Regions from separate parts of the Mus musculus genome. Here all the other regions are linked to region 2. Evidence: chromatin contacts called from public ChIA-PET data. All regions are on one chromosome and are shown on one strand. The core of a region is the stretch at or near the end of the contact, and the rest is flanking DNA. Distances in the headings are between cores, read along the strand shown. Region 1 holds the start of Stag2 (stromal antigen 2). Region 2 holds the start of Sh2d1a (SH2 domain containing 1A). Region 3 holds the start of Xiap (X-linked inhibitor of apoptosis).

Region 1 (3,889 bases), core at 1,122-3,621, 350 kb after region 2:
CATAGAAAGAAAACCAGGCATTTTGACGTAAGTGGTTTAAAATGCTCAAAATTAACCCCACCGTTCATTGAGAAATATATGATATGAAAGCAAGACCAAACTACCTGAATTGCATGTTGTTAAACAGAAATATATCCACTTTCCATGGCCATCAAAAAAAAAAAAGCATAATAAGTTCACATATACCCTTAAACGCAACGCACTGGGCTCCAGACAGAATTAGGAGACCGCCTCCTGCTTTTGCTCCTAACCAATACGCAGAGAGAGAAGGTTGGCAGGAAAGTGCTGCGAGGACAGTAACAAACACCAGCAAGCTCCCGAGCAGGCCCTGCTAGAGCCAGGAATGACGCACTTCGGTAACCCGACTCTTTCTCCCCTCCACCCCCCGCCCCCAGCAGCGGTGCTGACACCGCCAACAGCCCGGAGTAGGAAAAAAGACAACAGAAAAAAAGGCAATGCTTGGACCGCACTAGGTTTCATTAAGAAACCTCGATTATTCCTCTTTCGACACTAGCCACCAGGACCAAACAGGAAAAGAAGCTTCGTGCTTAAGCAAGTCCCATCATGGTGGTTTAAGTCACTAAATTAAGCTGATAATGAGTCCAATCCACAGAGACATATATACAGGGTGTGGCTGCTGTGAAATACGGCGGTCCGTGGGAGAAAGGGGGTACGGAATTTACACTCCAATGTGAAGGGAAGATGGGGTTTTACCAGGGTCGAGGAGGAGGCGGCCCGCGCATTTTAAGGAACCATTGCAAACCAACACAAGCGTCTCCTTTACTTAAACCTAACCCCACAGATCAAAAGTTTCTGATAGACATAGCATAGAAGCTGGAAATAATCATTAAATCAAAAACCACGACCCTCAATTTAAAAACTACATACAGAAGAAAGGAGGAGGGAGAGGGAGGGAGTAGGCAACAACATAAAAAAACATCCTAGGCCACGGAGAAGAAAGTCTCCCAGACCGGATGAAACTACTAATGCAATATTAAAAATTCAAGTCGAGCACCAAAGCCCGAAAAAAAAAAATCACACGAGAACCCATTACCGTTGAGGATTAAAAATAAAATGACATATAACACCAAGGAGAAGAAACTAAATGCCGAAAGTACAGCGGTTTATCAAAAAAATAATAAAAAAAATCAAAACTAAAGGCAAAACAAGACATTGTCGCGGCGGGAGGGAAAGGGAAAAAAAGGCCGAAATCAACAATACGTTTACAATTCTAGGCCAGAAGAAAATGGGAACGGGGCTCAAAGTTTTGCGGAACTACTTGATGCTGTTTCCCACACCTTCTCTCTCCCATGGCCCAGCCGACCCTTTTTCTCCTAAAATTGTAGTCCGCAGATCTCCGGATACGTGAGAGAAGAAAAGAGAAAGTCGCCCTCAAGCAAGAATAAAAGTGTGGAGGGAAAACAGAGGCTGCCTACCTGGGGCAAGGATCAGCTCAGTTCGTGCCTTGAGAAAGACAGTGCGGGTGGGGGTGGGAACGAAAAAGCAGCACTAAAACTAAAACAAAAGTGGCGCCAAAACCCCCCAACAAACAGCCTTCCACTCCCGCCCTTCCCCCCCCTCCGCCCATGCCAGGCAGGCAGGGCCCCCTTCGGGGCAAGCTCTACGCGCTGGGGACCGACGCCGCCGGACCCCAAACGATTTCGAAAATTGGTGCCCTAAGAAAACTGACCGAAGTCGGGGCCTCGGGAAGGATGGAGAGATCGATGCCAACCGCTTTGCCCAAGCAGTTCCCCCACCACGCGCTGGAGATGATGGGGCGGGGGAGAGAAGCCGAGGGGCCCGTCACATGAATGTTGTTCCCTCTCTAGGAAGGGAGGAAGAGAGGGAGGGAGGGAGGGAGAGAGGGAGGGGAGGGAGGGGAGGGGAGGGGAGGGGAGGGGAGGGGAGGGAGGGAGGCAAGGAGGGGAAGGGAGAGGGGAGGGGGGACGAGGGAGGGGTGTGAGCAGAGTAGATTTTCCCTCGCCTCCCTCGGTCCGAGGCCCAAATAGACACAAACGAGCCTGCTCGGCCTCCCCTCCCCCCGGGTTCCCAGCACCACCATCTTGCTCGCTTCCTTCCCCGCACCACCACGGCGCGCTCTCCCACCGCCACCACCACCACCCCCCCTCCCCGCCACCACACGCCACCGGGCCGTGGCCTCCCCGGGTTTGCCCCTTTCTTCTCCACCCGTCCCCCCCCCGAATCCCGGCCAGGGATGGCACCCCCACCCCACCTCCAGTCTGGGGGGCTCTCGTCCCCCTCCACGGGCTGCTTAAGAGGCCCCGGGAGGAGAGGAAGCGAGCGAGCAGGCTACGCGGAGGCGCCGAGCCTCCATCTTGCGCCGCTGCGCGTTCTCCATTTTGGGCCACCCGTGGGGGGGGGAGCCCCCTCCGCCGAGGTCCCCGGGGGAGACTTGGGCGAGGGAGGCGAAGGGACAACCTTCCAGCGAGGGGAGTGAGAAGGGAGCGTCTTGCGCTAAAAAAGCGGCTCCGGGAGGAAGGAGGCGGGGAGGGGACGCAGGGGGCGACTGCAAGTTCCTTGGAAGTGTTGGGGTAGCGACTTGGGGACGGAGAGGACAGGCAGGGGGTGACGCGGGGCCGGGGCGACGCTGGCTCGCTCCCCGCCCGGACACGGCCACTCGCTCGCTCGCTGCCCCGCGCGGGGCCCCCTACGAGGCCGCGGCCCGGCCCCGGAGCGCCCGGCCTTCTCGGCTCCCTCCCGGCCGGCCGCACGCTCTCTTCGCCCGATCGCAAGCACACACACCTCACGGTGGGCCGCGCGCCCTCCGGGTGCCCCTCCAAACTTCTAGAAGCTTCGCCTCCGCCATTTTATAACTTACCTCCCCCCTCAGCGTCTACAGAGGCAGCAAGGAGACTGTTGGCCTCCCCCACTCCTTCCTTCTTTCTCAGGCCGGGGGCTTCTTCACCCCTGGGCTGGTACAAGATTTTTCCCCCTTCCTCTTCTTTCCACCCTTGAGTTCTACTGAGGGACGGAAGCTCCCGCGGGTCTAGAGCCGTGGGGGGGTTTGAAAGTGGCGGTCGGATCCGGCGGGGTGCTTTTTTTGTTTTGTTTTGTTTTTTTCCCTTTTTTCTGTATTTTTTTTCCTTTCTTTTTTTTTTCTTTTCTTTTTTTTTTTTTTCTTTCTTTTTTTTTTTTTTTTTTTTTTTTTTTTTGGTGGCGCTTCGGGATTGTTTGGGGTGTTCGCTCTTCGGCGACTTGGAGGCGAATGGAACGCGCAGGCGCCATCTGTCGGCCGCGAACCCGCGGCCCAGCTCCTGTTGGGAGGCAGCGGCATCTAGCGGCGGCGGGCTGCCATTGCGGCGCGCGCCACGCAGCCCTCCCACCCGCCAGCCTCCTCCCCGTGTCGCCGACCAATCGCCGCCGCCGGACTCCCCGCTTCCGCGGCTCGGACGCCTCCTGTGAACGGGGCGCCCGCAGGGGCGCGCCGCCGAGTGGGGTAAACAAGCTGGCGTGCCCGCGCCTCTCTTACTCAGCCGTTGGGACGCGCTTCCGCCCTGCGCGGACTGGCTGAGGGCCCACGGCGCCACCGAGGAGGTCGCCGAGAGGCCGGCGACAGTGTCCACTGGAGCCCCGCCGTGGGAATTCCGGGGCTTCAGCGGGCCGATCGTCCGGCTCCCCGCCCCCTGCGCAGCCCTGGCAGCCCTGCAGGCTAGCAGCACCCTTCAGAGCTCTCCAACACAACCCACCCCAGTAAAGGGCCACTTGTTCCCAGATCTCTGGTTTCCTCACGTCCTTTCCAACACTCCTCACACTTCCTCCCCAAAAGACCCAACTAGGCCACTTGATCCCAGCGAGAATGGATAGCTTGGCAATTTTGCTTGCTTTCTTTTTTCCTTCGAGTATGGTTTAAAGATTCTCTTTATCAGGA
Region 2 (4,332 bases), core at 100-2,599:
ATTTAATCTTCATTGACCCTTAGAATATGAATCCCATTTAAAATCAATGGCTAAGAGATTGGTGTTGTGAGATAACAACCTTTTGAGTCTGACTACAGTAGGATTTGCTCAGGGAGGTTGTACAGAGCCAAGATGCAGCTGCACCTGGTTCAAAATGGAGTAAGAGGCTGAGACCAGTCTAGGCAAAGCTCAAAGTGGGATAATTACAATGATGTTTTCTCCCTCTCTCTGTTCTTTAAAACTATTCTCACTCCTATCATTTACGGGACACAGCACGTTTTAAAACTCATTATGCCTCTTATAAAACAAGGCAATTCAGCAGCACCAGAAAGGTGCCCCTACTCTTGCATACACATCCTCTTCAGCACTGTACTGCTTTAGTGTTGTTGGCTACTGTTTTTTAATAGGATCTTATACTATGTAGCCCTAGCTGGCATGGAACCGGCCCATGTAAAACCAGGCTAGTCACCTGAAACTCACACACATCTGTCTACCTCTGCCTTCCCTGGGCTGCATTCTGAAAGCAATGGATTCCATTTCCTGGCTAACCACTTCTTCAAGCATTTGCTAGATGCTTTTCTTTTAGGGTACCATTTTCAGTCACATTTGTAGAGAATGATAGAGAAAGACCTTCCTTTGCCTTACTTCATGGCCCAGAATACAAATAGTCCAACTTCCCGGGGCTCCACCATCATGGTGTCTACTTGGAATCAGAGCCGAAGTCCAGAGTATGGGTCTTTCTCAAAGTAAAGGTAAGTTCTAGGCCATGTTTTCCCATTCTGAAGGGTATTCAGTGAAGCTGCCACAAACGCACTGGTGAAATGCAGTTGATAAAATCCGCAGTGAGGGACGTACGTACAAGTACTGCCCACCACATCCCTGGGCTGAGCCCTGGGACCATACGTCAGAGCTGGAAGAGTACTCAGTTCCTGCTGCCTGTATTCCCTAGGTACCTCTGCCAAAAGCTGTCATCCCCTGCCACTCCTCCCAGCCCTCCCCTGAAAGGGCAGGCTACCCATGCTAACAACCTGCCACTACCACGAGATATACTCACAAAACACACAGGCAGTACACGCCAGGGACACTCTCGCTGTCTCGCAGCAGATAGCTTCCATCCAGCCCGGTAGCGAGTAAGAGCTTCTCCCCGGTCTCCCTGCTGATTTTGCCGTGGTACACAGTCACTGCATCCATGCCTAGCAAACTCTTTGATGGGCCCAGAAGAAGGATGGTAAAAAGGAAACTTTGCTGCTGCTGTTGCCGCTGCAGTGGCTTACTGGGCAGTATTGAGAGAGAGAGAGAGAGAGAGAGAGAGAGAGAGAGAGAGAGAGAGAGAGAGAGAGAGAGAGAGAAACACCCTAACAACAGGATGTTGTCTACCTGCCTTAAAACCTCTTCTCACACTTCAATTCAGGCCAGCTCAGCAGTTTAACAGCTTCAAACTTGTCATGGGTTTGATCATCTATTCTCCAACAAAGGTTTGTGGTGGGGGAGGGGGCACGCTGAAAAGGTGAACACTTGCAGTATTTGAGCTGTGCCAGCAACGCAAACAGAGCTTGCACAAAGATGAGAAACTTGCTAGTGCCTTTGTTCTTGTGTAGTTCCTGCAAACTTCGAAGCCATTGACAATGACTTGTCTTAACGAGTGAACAAAAGAATTGGTGATAGAAGTGAATGGGACGTGTTCATCATGAGGGGCAGAAGCAGACTGACAAAATAAAAGCATAAAAGCAGTCAAGCTACAAAACCACAGCAGAACATGGCTGCAAGGCTTCCACAGCATCACCAAGGGCTACTGAACTACAGACTTTGGGACTAGATGGTCCTGAAACAGCTTTCTTTTCTTCAATGCTGATGATGGAATTCGGGGCCTCGCAGATGAGGTCTTCTATCCCGAAGCCATATGCCAAATCCTTGAATACACTTAGGCCAAAACAAGTATTTTTACCTTAATGTTTTGTCCAAAATCCAAAACTATGAAAAAAATTGTCATCATATTAAAAAAAAAAAAGTGTAGATGGATCTAGCTAAGGAGCTTAAGAAGACTAAATTCTTTTGTTGGTACTTCTTTGTTTTTATTATTATTAAAATCACAATATAATCACAGCATTTCTCCCTTCCCTTTTCACCCTTGAAACCCTCCCATGAATCCCTCCCTGCTCTTCAACAACATTGCTATTGTATTATTGTATTATTGCATGCATATATGTATATACGTGTAATTCCTAAACACATCCAGTTGTGCCTGTATGGTGCTATTTGTATGTATGTTTTCAGGGATAGCCATTTGGTAGTAGACGACCAATTAGTGTGCTCTTCCCACGGGTGACCACTTCTTCTACTTCCGATTTTACTCAGCTGTCTGTAGTTCTTCCTGTAGAGCTGCTGGTTTGTGGGCTTTTTCTGTCCAGTTTGGTCTGTCCATTGGTGTCCTGTGTGAACTTCTATATACCCTTTGGCATATGGGGCTAGGCCAGAATCATTGTGGATATAAAATCCATTTTACATCATCGCACAGGTGTTGATAAATGTGTTGTAACTTCTATTCTCATACATAAATGCCTACCTACATCAATGTTAAAAACATCAGAGTTTAGCCTAACCAGGACTCTATTTAGAAATCAGTTATAATGATGGCATTTTAAATATGAAAAGAAAGAAAGGGGTAATCTTCTTTTATTAAGGCATACGGACAGTAGCCCACCTAGAGTGTAACTGCTAGAACATTCAGTGTTCCATAGGTTAAAAACAAAACCTAACCTCATTTTTTTTGTCTCTGAACAACCCTGAACAAATCATCTACAAACACAGGCACAGAGAAACCTGGATCTGACGGAGCAAGCATCCCATGCATTCTTTTCTTTCTGTTTCATTCTGCATTGCTAAAATAGCACGCTTGTCAAAGCAGCCAGGTACAGTGGGCTTCAGCACAACGAAAATCACATCACAAGAGAACAGTTAAATTATACGGTAATAGTACAACTCTCACATCCACTACCTTATTGTCATCTCACAAGCAAACTGACAGGTGAGCCAGCCCACCAGTGCAGTGTTGATGAAAAATACTGACACCCTTGCTCTGCTGCTATGCAGGCACTAAGCTTGACTTTGGCAAATTCAAACTTCACACAGAGCTTGAAGTGTAGAGAATAGAGGAACTGAAATAGCTTTCTTCCTTCCCTGTCCCTGTACCCACAGTACAGGAAGACAAAGATCACATAACAGAGAAGGGGAGATAACAGTGACACCAACAGACAAAGAGCTAAGGAATGGGCCCCATTTATGAGAGGAAGAATCTACTTGTATGTTGCCTGTCTCTATCACTTGACCTTAAGGTGCATATCAACAGGGTCTTATATATGTTGTTTGCCACTGTATCCTCAGAGACTGGCACAGAGTGGATGGGTTTAGTGAATGAATAAATGTCTGAAATTAAAATTGTCAAGAAAACAATATGAAATTATCTCTCCCCCTTGTCTGTCTGTCTCTTTCTCTGACTCTCAATGTCTATCTGTCTGTCTCTCTGTCGGTCTCTGACTGTCTCTGTCTATCTCTGTCTCTCTCTCTCTCTGACACACACACACACACACAGAGAGAGAGAGAGAGAAAGAGAGAGAGAGAGAGAGAGAGAGAGAGAGTGCTTTTCCATTCCTTTGGCTCCCCTTAGAAACAGCGATGAGAATTGGAAGGTATTTTGAGGTCCAAATTGTACTCCACCTTTTATCACTAAATGGTTTCCTCTCTCTGAGCCTTATTTTCTCCATCTGTCAAATGGAATTGAGCCAGGTGAACCCTGAGTAGTCATTTTCAGCTTCAACATTCTGTGCTATAAGTGAATGAATAAATGAATGAATGAATGAATGAAGCAAGCAAGCAAGCAAGCAAGCAAGCTTCTTTGGAGAAAAACACAGGGGTAGCTCATTTTTTGAGGAAGAAGCAAGATCCTGAAGTCTCAACAGGAGGAGGCATTTGTTCTCATTGTTTTTAAAATAATCTCAGAAATAAAAACTATCATAGAGGAAGAGTGCCTTATATTTTAAAGAAAACGTTCTGAATATAGATGCCATTCAAGTCCAACACCAAAACATTGAAAGCTAGAAAACCTGTCAGGCAAGGTTTAAAGGGTCTTCTTGTCTAAACTTGTCTCCTCCTGAGATCTCTGAACAGTGACAGGATTTAGCACGTGGATACCCTGTCTGAGGTGCTAATTGTCTGTATTCCAAATGCCCTAGGCTATTCTGGAGCCCAAGTAGATTAAAAGAAAGATGCCAAGGGTGGTCAGTTTTGTATAGTACATAGGACATTTCAGAATCTTGTTCTCTAACCTTTCAAAAC
Region 3 (4,105 bases), core at 1,311-3,810, 430 kb after region 2:
TACATGGTAAGCAAGTATTTACTGTACTACATACACCAATACAATCTTTACAGGCATAACCTTTTAAAAATAAGTTTAATCCAAAATGATTCTGTAAGTTAGATTTATCTGTATGTCAAATTTGATATCTGAATTTCATAGTTTCTACACTATTTGATAATCAGGAAGCTTATTCTTTAAAGATAAAGCCAAAGCTTTTTAGCATTTCTCATGAATACAGAACAGTAGGTAAAAGCCAAAAGAGAAACATAAATACAGACCTGTTCTGTGAAGACGAAATAAGCCATACTGGATTTTACAATAAAAATTACTGATAAGTGGATGTTCATAAATACCAATTGCAAATACTTATGTTGATATACATCTATGTGAGCTTTAAAACTTTCTAGAATAAGATCAAACTTGTTTATAATATTCAAACATGTAAGGCACAGGAGAAAAGCAAAGTTTAGTTTTCCATCCGTCTTCTTCAGAAGTAACCAGGGTTACCATTTTTTTTTATCTCTTTCATGGATCCATGTGACCCAATCCAAACAGCTATATAAGCTTATGTTTCTGTGTCTGTAGGTAGAAATCTATCTGACCTAAAATGTTTTCCATTCTTAAGTTATGGGGAAAACAATCCCTGACTCAAGTTTCACATACATGTTTACTACACTGAAAATGACAGAAATGTTAAATAGAATATACTTAGATATTTGCTTAGAGGTTATATTGAAGCAACAGGAGTGGGGTGGCCAGGGAGCTAGAAAATCTGAATTCTAATCTAACTAGCATGGCTAGCATGGTAACCTTACACAAATCATGAAACCCTGAGCCTTAGTTTCTGCTTTGTAAAACAAAAGAGTTGAGCTGAGATCCTTCCCAGCTCAAAAATGCTATAATTCTAAGATGGCCGGCTCTTAACAGTGTTCTCTTGAAACTGGCTACAAAAAAAAAAAAAAAATCCTATTAAGGAGAAAATGAGAAGAATGAAGAAACACTGTAGAACTTTCCAGTCTTTAAAAAAAAAGACATTTCTAGGATTCATTCACTATCAAGGTATAGCTAGGATGTCAGAAGTAGTGCCATAATTGTACTTGAAGGTAAAGTTGTAGATTATTACAAACTGATAGGTTTAGTCTTCCCCAAGGCTTATGTTCTCCTTTTTGGAGATGGAGTGAGCCACTGCTTAGTTTCAGCAATCACCACTCCCTTCCTCCCTCCCGCCCCTGCTTAAAAGAAAAACACCCCACAACTCAAGTAAACTGTGGAGTTCAACGGAGTTAAAGTAATGGAACTGAAAGTCATAAGTGACATTTTTTTCTCTCAGAAATATGCTGGGGAAGTGACCAAGGTGACAAAGAGGCAAAAATTACCAGCTACTTCCTCCTCTGGAAGCTCTTTGGCCCTCATTCTTTAGGGTTCACATGCCCTTGCCAGAAACACACCACCCTGCCCCATACAAGGTATCGAACTGGGGGGGGGGGCAGGGAGGTTGATCAAATCTTTTTTTTTTTTTTAATTATTTTAACTAGATTTACCTTAGGTGTCACGAAGTTTAAGGAGGCTGACCCGAAGGCTTGAAGCCAGCCCCCCTACCCACGGCTTCCAGGGGCAATCCCGGGGAGCCTGGATAGGGAGCCCAGTCCAGCATTCCCCGCGGGCGGGCGGGCGCGGCCTTCCCGCCCAACTAGGCAGAGCTAGCCCAGGCGGAAGGGAGGGGGAAGAAATGGAGGGAAGGAAAAGGAGGGAGGGAGGAGAAGGGGGGGAGAAGGAAGGAGGGGGGAGGAGGAGGAACGCGGGAGGAGGGAGGAGGAGGGAGGGAAGAGCAGAGCAGAGGAGAGGAGAGGGAAGAGAGGGGAGGGGAAGGGAGGGGAGGGGAGCAGAGGGAGAGGAAGGGAGGGCGGGAAACCCACAAGAGCTGTACCCACCGCGCCAAGCACTCCAGTCCTAACTAAGCGCCGCGGGCGACGGGTTCCCGAGGGGAGGGTCCCGGAGGAGGGGCGGCCCGAGCCCGGATCAGGAAAACACAACTCTGCTGGGCGGCGGGCCCCGGCCTAGGAGAAGGAAACGGAAGTCACTATGTCTGTCTCCCTCCCTTCCTTCCTCCCTCGGCCTTCCCAGGCAGGACAGTCCCATCGGATAAAACTCGAAGACCGGAACCAAGTGCATCCACGTCAGGACTTTTAAAAAAAAAAAAAACTCAACCGGTGCAGCCCGCCAGCTTCCCGGGCTCGCCCAGCCACTGGCCTCAGGCCATGTCCTTCCCACCGCCACCCCCATCCCCTCCCCCGGGAGCTCCGCTCCCGCCCGGCAGAGCCCCTCCTTCTTTCCCACTCCGCCATCTTCCAGCCTACCTCTCTGGCCGAGCGGCCCTCGATTAGCGTCGCGCCCGCTCGGGGGACCGCCAAGGTCCCGCCGCCTCCCAGAGCCGGAAGGGGACATCGAGAAAAACCCCAGTCCTCATTATGCAGCCCAACCCCCCCCCCACCCCCCAACCCCCGCCTCCCCAGCTCCAAGCCAGAGCCTGACCCAGCGGCTGCACATGCGCACAGGTCACTTCTCAGTCCCCGCCCCCGACTCAAGCATTTCCTCTTTTAGCATCCAGGACTTTTTCTCTCCCCCCTCCCCACCGCCCCCCAGCTTTTACCTGGACTCTAGGGTGAGGAGTAGGGGAATACAGGTAAGAAGATTAAAGACCAAGGGGAAAAGGGCACAGTACATTGAGCTCTCACAGGATACCAGGGACTCTGCTAGGTATATAACATATTCCTCAATGTTATTTTGAAAACCATGGAAGGCAGAACACCTCTATTAAATTCCACCCTACAGAGGAAACTGAGCCCCGGAGAAAATAATTATCCCAGTATCACCCACCCGACAAAAAAGTAAACTGAGATTAGAGAATCGGTTGTTTCCAAATAGAGGAAGCTAGAAGGAATGACGAGACAGGGAGACAAAAAGAGGGTGAGAGAAATTTGTGAAGAACAAAGAAAAATAATAGAACAAAGATGGAAAAGACACAAGAGAAGATTATACAAAATGGTGATCATGCTATATGCTTGTAGGGTTGTCAGATAAACCTATACTTAGGTTTCAGGAACTTTGACTCTTAATGGCTAGTGTACTAAGATGGATTGGGTATATTTAAAAGGAGAAGACCATGGGCACCATCTGCCTGGTTAAATAATGCTGTCCTTGATGAAAAGGAACTTGGAAGAGAAGACAAAGAAATGTATTTGGTTCTTCAACTTTTGCCAATGTAATATTCCTTCTAATGCAATCTTTTTTAAAAATTATTACATTGTCTTACTGTATGAGGTCAGAGGGCAACTTGAGTCTGTTCTCTCCCAGCATGTGGGTTCTAGGGAAGAACTAATGTCCTCAGATTTGGTGGTGATGCCCTTCCCCACTAAGCCATCTGTGTCCCAGGCCCCCTGGGGTGTACTCTTACAGCTCTGAAAATTGCATCTGACTTATTACAATGAAGGTAATTCCAAGCGAGGGCTGGGAATGAGGCTCAGTAGTAGATCACTTGTCTAGCACATACAAGGTTGAATTCAAACCCCACCACTGCCAACAAAACAACTGCAAGCAAATACTGATCTCACCTGTCCAGCACTCTTAAATAAGCAAACCAACAAAGCTCCATCTTTATCAACAGAAGGGTCAGAAGTTCAAGGCCATCCTCAATAGGAAGTTTGAGGCCAGTCGGAGATGCAAGGGACCCTGTCTGGGAAAAAAAGAAAAGAAAAAAAGTCCCAGGCTACCCTCATTTGTCTTGATATTGTCCACCATCAACTCATTTAGAAGAGGCTGAAGTCGCTTGTACCTGTCTCTGTAGGAGCTGAACAGTATGACTCAACCCTAGGTCTTTCTGACCATTGCCCAGTCTGATTTCTCTGTTCTTAGGCTTGCTCCGCCTCCCCCCCACCCCCATCTAGCTTGCCTGAGGCTGAGTTAAATCTTTCCATTTTGACTTCAGGATAAGAGTTAATCATCTTAGCCTTAATTAAGTTCACTCTCCTCCAACACAGTGCTATGGTGTCTTCTAAGGGAACTATTTACCCTGCCCCAGCTCTTACCAGTTTGCCTGCCCTCTAGTAATTTATTGAAACTAATT

What was found. ChIA-PET counts read pairs in DNA pulled down with a chosen protein or histone mark.
Region 1: an RNA polymerase II ChIA-PET map of effector CD8 T cells shows a contact between it and region 2, with 33 read pairs. The contact joins the promoter of Stag2 here to the promoter of Sh2d1a in region 2. A contact is called at or near these places in 2 of 39 promoter capture datasets (hippocampal neurons and liver), 21 of 484 Hi-C or Micro-C datasets (the Ba/F3 cell line, CD4 T cells, CD8 T cells and 11 more), 14 of 115 datasets of contacts at active chromatin or transcription factors (the 230-238 cell line, the SCID.adh cell line, T-cell acute lymphoblastic leukemia and 9 more) and 3 of 9 other capture datasets (adipose tissue, embryonic stem cells and liver).
Region 3: an RNA polymerase II ChIA-PET map of effector CD8 T cells shows a contact between it and region 2, with 19 read pairs. The contact joins the promoter of Xiap here to the promoter of Sh2d1a in region 2. A contact is called at or near these places in 3 of 484 Hi-C or Micro-C datasets (CD4 T cells, embryonic stem cells and rod photoreceptor), 2 of 115 datasets of contacts at active chromatin or transcription factors (effector CD8 T cells and memory CD8 T cells) and 1 of 9 other capture datasets (liver).

The regions. Positions count from the first base shown.
Region 1 is chrX:42,148,636-42,152,524 of GRCm38.p6, reverse strand. Stag2 (stromal antigen 2) reads right to left here and starts at 2,371. Exons shown (of 34, transcript NM_001290713.2): 1 at 2,234-2,371.
Region 2 is chrX:42,499,582-42,503,913 of GRCm38.p6, reverse strand. It overlaps Sh2d1a (SH2 domain containing 1A), which reads right to left and starts at 1,349. Exons shown (of 4, transcript NM_011364.4): 1 at 1,055-1,349. The coding sequence starts at 1,191.
Region 3 is chrX:42,066,291-42,070,395 of GRCm38.p6, reverse strand. It overlaps Xiap (X-linked inhibitor of apoptosis), which reads right to left and starts at 2,560. Exons shown (of 8, transcript NM_009688.3): 1 at 2,340-2,560; 2 at 1,914-2,039.